2 separate regions of the Mus musculus genome follow, and region 1 is linked to region 2. Evidence: chromatin contacts called from public Hi-C data. All regions are on one chromosome and are shown on one strand. The core of a region is the stretch at or near the end of the contact, and the rest is flanking DNA. Distances in the headings are between cores, read along the strand shown.

Evidence for each region. Hi-C and Micro-C count contacts between places; a contact is called where the count stands out from the background.
Region 1: a Hi-C map of stem cell-derived neural progenitor cells shows a contact between it and region 2, with 4 times the contacts expected there. The contact joins the promoter of Cyp24a1 here to the enhancer-like site in region 2. A contact is called at or near these places in 5 of 484 Hi-C or Micro-C datasets (the G1E-ER4 cell line, nephron progenitors and stem cell-derived neural progenitor cells) and 2 of 115 datasets of contacts at active chromatin or transcription factors (embryonic stem cells and pancreatic cancer cells).

What each region holds. Positions count from the first base shown.
Region 1 is chr2:170,495,251-170,499,078 of GRCm38.p6, forward strand. Cyp24a1 (cytochrome P450, family 24, subfamily a, polypeptide 1) reads right to left here and starts at 1,895. Exons shown (of 12, transcript NM_009996.4): 1 at 1,267-1,895; 2 at 924-1,114; 3 at 74-167. The coding sequence starts at 1,524. It also overlaps a transcript of Pfdn4 not described here.
Region 2 is chr2:170,286,328-170,290,279 of GRCm38.p6, forward strand. No RefSeq gene overlaps it. Among named protein-coding and RNA genes, the nearest start is that of Gm34542, 31 kb to the right of the region's middle. Within about 2 kb of position 1,319, at least 141 of the 459 cell types and tissues checked have an H3K27ac peak or open chromatin away from gene starts, as enhancers often do. A contact at or near this core is called in nephron progenitors and stem cell-derived neural progenitor cells, where this site is marked.

The DNA of each region.
Region 1 (3,828 bases), core at 645-3,144, 210 kb after region 2:
GTGACCCAAAGTCCCCCGGTTAACAGCTCTCTGTCGCAGAGAGCCGCAGGAAAGCTGGCCCCAGTGCACAAACCTCATTGATTTTCTTGTCCAGCTTCATGATTTCCACGGGCTTCATGAGTTTCTTTTGGAAGGCGCTGCGGACCCGCTGCCACTCCTGTCCTTCCCTGCAGAGAAGGGGTATGCTTAGAGCACCACGAAAGAGGCTGCGCAGTGATTCGGGGAGCGCAAAAACTAACCCTGAAGATCGCCTGGAAAAGTCTCAGGAATCTTAGCTCTCAATGAATATTCGCGGCCGCCATCAGCCATCACTGACCCGAAAGAGGCTCACTGTGTCTCTCCGTGAGCTGATAGTTTATGGTAGTTATTTTCCTCAGTGGTGTAGGCTCTGACAAGATGTCTGTGCTCTAAATGACCCCCACCTATGGTCATGCGAGCAAACTCAGGGAGTTATAAACACAAAATAAAAACAACATGAAAATAGGAGAGAGAATTGTTGGGACAAGGGAGAATCTCAATAGGAGTGGGTGGGAGTATCAGAGAGGGCACTGAGTGATGAATGCGACCGGAAATACATTATAAACACGTATAAAATTGTCAAACAACGTTAAAATATTTGGTTTGACGTTAGGGTTAAGTCTTGCCCAAGACGACACCTGGAAGGTGAAGCCCAAATAAAGCGGGCATGGTGCTTTTGATGTGTCCTGTTGGGGGAGGCAGCATGTGTGCATCCCTTCACTGAATAGCTTGTGAGGGGAACCCACTCTCTACAGCACAATTTCAGGATGGCACCAGCTCTAGGTAGAGCAGGGGCTTTATATTCGTTGTCCATACGTCCCAGGGAACTCTAACGACTCCCCTTCCCCACTGTCCCGCACGTCCAGCCTCCCATCGTCTCCGTCCAGCAGAGGGGACTGACTCACAGGATCATCAGCCCGTAGGCTTCGTTGCGATGGTCCCGATAGGCTTTCCAGGGTTTGATCTCTAGCCGCTGGGGATGCGCGCTCTCTGTGCGGTACAGAGCTTCCAGCAGGCTCGGCGAGCCCAGATGCACCGAGTCGAAGGAGCCCAGCTTCATCCGGAAAATCTGGCCATACTTCTTGTGGTACTCTGCCTGCAGCGGGGCGGGCCAAATGCCATCAGCGCGCATCCTCAGGTGCCCCGGGCGCTTCTGCCTCGAGCTGCTGACCTGAGCTCCCCCTGCCACCCCGACCGGAAGGAATAGGGAACAGGGGACAATAGGTGATTAGGAAACAAACTATTTACCAGTGTGTCGTGCTGTTTCTTCAGGCCACCTTTCCAAAAAATCTCCAGTAGGCTGCCCAGCAGTGGCCAGTTGGTGGGTCCAGGTAAGGAGGTGACGTTCCGAGTCTCACCGTCGGTCATCAGCGGGCAGAGGGGCACCTCTTTTGGCGCACGCTTCACGTGCGCCTTGGATGTCACGGACCTTGGGGGTTGCCCGAGGTCCCGCAGCCGGCGCAGGAAAGCGATCAGGGGGCGCCTTTTGTCAATGGGGCAGCTCATAGTAGCAGGCGACCCGTGACACTCGAGGAGCAGTAGGGACTGAAATGGGTAAGGTATTTCGGAAGTGCTGTTGGGTTCTGAAGTTTTGGCGATTTGGGGAAGAGAGGCAAACAGAAGCCGCGGGTGTGGTAAAATACTGTACAACAGGATGGACTTGGAAGAGGCAGATGCCCAGGGATGCTGCAAGGTGCAGTTGTTTAGGGCGCAGGTCCCTGCCCTGAGCTGGCCACAGTGGCTGGGGAAGAGCGGCCGGGGTTTGGCCCGAGTACTCTGTGGCTTTGCAAATTTGACTTCTAAGGTCTAAAGCCACGAGGGGTCAAGGAGGGTCGAAGGGATGCCGCCAGGTCTGATGTACCTCCTTGTGCCTCCCCGAGCTCCCGGGCTTAGGGACCTCGTATTTATGGGAACAGGGCATGCTGGAGGTGGCCAATGAGCACGCTGAATAAGGGCGGAGGGGGACCGACTGGCAAGGATGGGAGGGACGCGGGGGGCGGGTGTGGAAAGAGGATGGAGTCAGCGAGGTGAGTGAGGGCGCCGGGGCCTCGGGTGACCGACACGCTGCTGGCCCGGCGGACGCACCGTGGTGGACTCCACCCCGGAGATAACCTGAGAAAGGCGAGTCGAGCCCAGGGTTCAGCGGGTGCGCTGCGAGCACGCCTCCTCTCCCTCCTCCTGCAGGTTGCAGCCGGCCTTGCAGGAGCCCAAGGCTGCGCTTGCACAATCGCCACTCAGGGCGGGCAAGGTTCCTGAGGACAGTGCGGAAGACCGCCCGCGCTTGCCAAGAGAGTGGAGAGCGAGCCTGCCTCCCAACATCCCGGGAGACAAGTTTTCGTAGCCTGAGCTGGACTTCCTTTGGATGAATGTTGCCTTTTTGAGCCTCTGAAGGAAGAGAGGATTTGAAACTTACTAGGATATACCAACAAGTGGGGGGGGGGGGGGGGCGGAGATAATTTTCTTACCCAGGGTCTTAAGCTAGGCAAGAAAGCCCAATGCGATTTGCAGAATTTCCTTACCAGATTCCTCGATGCTTCGGGTTGGGTTGTTAGGGAACCGAATAAATGAATGCACGTACACAGGTGTATGTCCTCAACAAAGGATGCTAGTGGCTTTAGTTCTGCGGGAGACTGTGGAGTGCCTTGAGGGCATGGCTTGGTTCCTTTGGAGTGCTTCCCAATGTCCCCTTAAGCCTTTCCTTCTTGCACACCGCCCACCCTTCGCAGAGCAGAGGCACCCACCGATTCCTAAGCGCCCCCACTTTCTCCCTAAAGCAGGCAGAGTTAGCCACAGATGCACCCTTGCTTTTGTATCTGGATAGATTAGAGCTCACTTTCCTAATTCTGGAAAGGAAATTGGTCTTCACTGATTTAAAGTGACTCATATTGTTTCCTGCTGTTCCAATGCCAAGCGCCAGCAACCAGGCAGGAGGCAGAGACTTTCCTCCTCGGCTTTCCAGTCACCTGACCGAAGGTTACTGTGACCCAAGCAATAGCAAAGTCTTCCGTAAACACCTGTCTGCTTCTGGAAAGGCTTTTGCAAATTTGTGATTTGTGCTCCAATACTGTCGTCTCGAATTTCCCCTAAGAGGTCGTGCTAACAAACAAACAAAAACTGCATATATGCAATAATTTATATGAAATCCACTAGATCAATGTTAATATGCACTGTCGTGTATACGGCATGCACTATAAGTTCATGTAGTCTCTTGTGTTTCTGTGAAACATACATTTTATAATATATGTAGTGCACTGTAGGCCATGTGAAAGTACCATATGTTAGACTTTCAAGAGCCTGTGACAAAACTGGAATTTCACTCCAATACTTATTTATTGATTGATAATTTATTTATGTATTTACCTCCCAAATGCTGCCCCCTCCCCCATCCCCTCACACTTCCTCCCTCCACTTCCCCTTCACCTCTGAGAGGATACCCCCCACCCCCACCCTCGTGGTTTATCATGTCTCTGGCAGGATTAGGCATATCCTTTCCTACTGAGGCCAGACAAGGCAGCTCTCTGCTGTGTATGTGCCAGGAGACAAATTTCACTTCAGCTCAACATCAAAAACACGTGAAAGAACCGTAACCCCACCCCCACCCCCCTGCCCATTGTCACAGACATTAGTAGCCCCAATGGCATTTGGATCCCAGTTTCTAACCCAGCCTGACTCTTCAGCATCGACATCCATATGTATCATTATTTCTATTGCTTTCTTGAGACAGTCTCATAGCCCAGGCTAGCTCAAACCCCTCATCCTCCTGTTTCCACCTCTAGAGTGTTGGCTGATGGTTTATTTCACCATGCCTAA
Region 2 (3,952 bases), core at 69-2,568:
TGAGATCCCCCTGCCTCTGCCTCTTAAATGTTAGCATTCGAGGCAGGGCCCCCTATGCCTGGCTTGTCCATGTGGTTTCCAATCCGCATAGCAGAAGAGAGACCAGAGACTCAGGAAGTAGCCTGGCCTTGTTTACGGCTTTCATACATTTTATGACAGGGTAGGTCTGTGCCAAAAAACTGATCACCCACCTGTGTGTAGATGAGATCAGCAAAGGCAAGCAAGGTGAAGCACGCCATGGTCGTGCTGGCAAGAATTAACATAAGGACACAAGGAAAGCAGCCTCCTCCGGCCACGAATTGCGTATCTCTCCTCTCTCGCTTCTGTCCACTGAGGGCATTTTTTTTTTTAACTGGGTGGCAGGAACGGTTTCATTAAGTATGTTCCCCGACTTATCAGGTGCCTCTGGTTCTAAAATGTTCATTCCCAGGGCCCTCGGAGAAACCCAGAGATGAAATCTTCCAAGCTAATGATAACACTTCCAGTAGTTTCCACTCCAGGCAGGGCCTAATTATATGTGATTTTTACAGTAGTATCCGCAGATGAGACAGATAAGCCGACTCCATTCTGTCTGGAGTATGTCTTGCGCGGACAACCTTAATTGAATCACTGTTAACCCCTCCCCTTGGCTGCTAACTGGCACTCTGGAAGTGCCCATCGAGGTTCAGCTATTGTCGGAGCAAAGGCTGTTACTGCTCTCTTGTTTGTATTTTAGCCCGGAGACTGCAGGAGGGAAAGGCAGTTTGGCAAGTGTGTAATGATAAAGGAATCATTTGGTTTAAACACTCTCACCTAACAGCTTCTTATTATTGTTCCTAACTTCCAGAGCAATGCTGCTTTGGGCGTGGGTGAGCACACTATTGGGGGAAAGCTTTGATATTACAGATAAAGAAGAAAAAGGAAAAATAAAAATAAAAGCAACAGGGTTCCGCCTTTGAGTTAGGAACGGCCTTTAAAAGGCATCCAAAGAAAGTTGGCTCAGTCTGAACTGGGAGAAGAAAAGGAGCCAGGGAAAGTTTGATTTGACTTCCTCTGCGCTTTGTTTATAGCGAGCGTTGGAGCAGAAAGGCTCGAGAGGGAGAGCCCTGATCCACTTGCTGAATGCAGAGATAGATGCGCGCGAGTGGGTGTCGAATTCACCGTGTGCAGGGGACGAGAAAAGTCCCGATCCACCGGGACCCAGAGTACGTTTCTCAATTCGGTTACGATCTGAAAAGAGAGCCAAGGTCTCGTTGGCGAGTGTCGCCAAGTACTCCCCCGCCCCTTCCCTGTGGCCACAGAAAGGTCTGGTGGGGGTGGACAGGGCAGTGTGGCCAGCCTGTTGCCATGGAGGCGGCTTAATCTGAAGACAGTCGAATTCAAAGCTCACAGTAGAAAGGATGGGATAGCATTGAAATGGTGACCGTTTACTTAGAAGAATGCCCAAGCTGTAGCGCACAGAGATAAGCTGCGGCTGACATCTCTCCAGCCGGCCGAAGCAGCCAAACCGGTTGGGCAACTTTCTTTCTTTTCTTTTTCCTTTTTCTGTTGGATCAGGCCAGTACTGAATAGCAACTAGCAACCTGGGACTGTAGGGAAAAAAGAGAACCCCCCCCCCCCCCCCCCCCCCCCCCCCCGCTTCCCAAGTTCTCCTTGTGTTTGAGAGGAAAAAAGGGAGACCTAGAGATTTAAATAACTTTTCATCTTGAATTTGTTGTTTTCTTGTTTCTAACAAAACTATTTAGTTGATGTCTGCCATGTTGTCTTGTTCAGGAGAGGATTGCCGCTGGTGGGTTAAACCGCAAACTAAGGAAGGGAAACATACAGTGTATCAGAGAATGTATTAGCTTCTGCAGACTTCTTGGAGACTCTCCTCTCGCTGGCCCCTGGGACACCAGAAGGGACTGGGCAAGGTGGAGTTAGAAACGGGGGGGGGGGGGGGGGGGACCAGAGTGAGGATGGAGTGATAAAGGGGACCAGGGGGAGGAGCTTGCTTCGATTGCTTCCTTGGGTGTCTCTATTTCACTAAAGCACTCCTGTGTTAGTGTAAGAATTGCCATGACGCTTCAGAGCCCCGGAAAGAGATTACTGCAAAACTAAGCCCCGGGACATTTTAAGGGGACTGCTACAGCACACAGGCACCTCAGACTTCCTGGGTTAGCATCTGAAGCGCTTCTACCTTGGAGCGCCGGACTCCAACACTTCTCTCCTAGCTCCTGCTTCCGGCCAGGCTGTGTGCTCTCGGTGTTTTGTGGAAGAAACCTGGATCAGGATTTGAGCGACACAAAGCTCGGTGTTCAGTGAACTCTCCCGGTTGTGGCTGAAACACTGCAAAAACAGTTCCTTTGGGGTGGAACTGATCTTGGCGCCAGACAACCATCTTTCCAGTGCTAAGAGGCCTAGTGTCGATGTTTCCAGAAGACTCAGAAATTGCAGGGTTTCGGACTCTCTGAGTTCTTGTTTTACAGGGAGACGAACATTTAAAAAACACAAAGTCATACTTGGCTATTCCTCATAAAGGCTCTCTTGCCCTTCATAGGATGCGTACAGGACTCCTAAGTGTGTGCTTCCGTTTGTGTTTTAAATGGCCTATCTTCTAAGGGGTCAGCCATAGCCTTTGCTTCTCACTGATCTGGAAACAAAAGATTCCAAGGGGAAGTTCGCTTTGTTCCCGGATGCTGTATGCAGATGAGCCTGTTGCTAATAAATTAAGTCAAGGGTTTGAGTCTTTTCCAAACCTTATCTTCTTGCGCTTGTGCCTCAGGATTCAATGGGCCCTCCAGCTTCCCCTGTATCTTACGTATTGTGCAGTGGCCTAATGCTGAAGCCAGACACTCAGAATTAAAGTGTATTAGAGTAGCCGGGAGAATGAAGGGACCTAGCACCAAAAGAGGCGGACGTCATCCTGTTGTTTCCAGGTAGGAGGTACCACAGACATCTTAGGCTCATAAGCAATGTTCTTCATGCTCTTTCCCCTTCCCCATTTCTACCCCTGCTTCTACACCCAGGATTCTACTTTTGGCATCCTGAACATTATGGGATGGAGGGTTCTTCTTGGTGGTGCGAGCAGAACCCATCCTCTGTGTTAAAGGCCACACTAGATATCAGTTGCTGCTGTAACAGTCAAGACAATTAAAGAAAAAAAAAAGCCTTTCTGCACAGCCAAACATCCTGGAGAGTGAGGAGAGCTTCCCTTAGGCTGAACACCTGTGTTCTAGAACAATCTGCCCTCAGGTTCCTTGAAAAGGAAGACACTCAAAAAAAAAAAAAAAAAAAAAAAAAAGACCTGTTCTAAAATAAGTATTTTAAGCAGAATCTGTAGAACTGGAACTGAAACAGTGAAAGGTGGAGAGCGAGAAGGAGGAGGAGTCTAACCAGTAGCCCTCAGGTTCCAGGAGAGGCACAGAGAGCTTTACCAAAGGAAAGCACGCAGGCTGGGTCTCCCCCCACCCCCTTCCTAGTCTTCCATTCCTCCTAGCACAGTGCCCCACCCACTGGTGAGTGTTTTAGAGGCAGCGGGAAAACTTGTCCCAGTACCTTCGCTTACATCCCCGAAGTACATTGACTTAGTCCTCCACAGACGAAAGTGACCGTATACCATCAAAACATCAATGTCCATTTCACGAGGCGCTCTATGATTTCTGGAGTGAGTGACCGAGTACACCTCTACAAGACATTACCTTTAAATTTTATTTCATTTATTCCTTTGTGCTGAGGCTTGTATAAAGGAAACTCATTTTCTACTCCTAGGTGCTCCCTCCCATTTTTTTTGATATGTAAAAAATTTGATATGTAAAAATATTTATTTTGTGTGGCTGGGAGGTTGGGGACACGGCTCAGCCAATATAGCGTAAGCACAAGGATTTGAGTTCCATCTTCAGAAGTCACATTAAAAAAAAAAAAGCTGGGCTTGCTGTGTGTCCTGGTAACTGCTGTACTGGGGCGGAGACAGGTAGGTGCTCCCTGGTGCTCT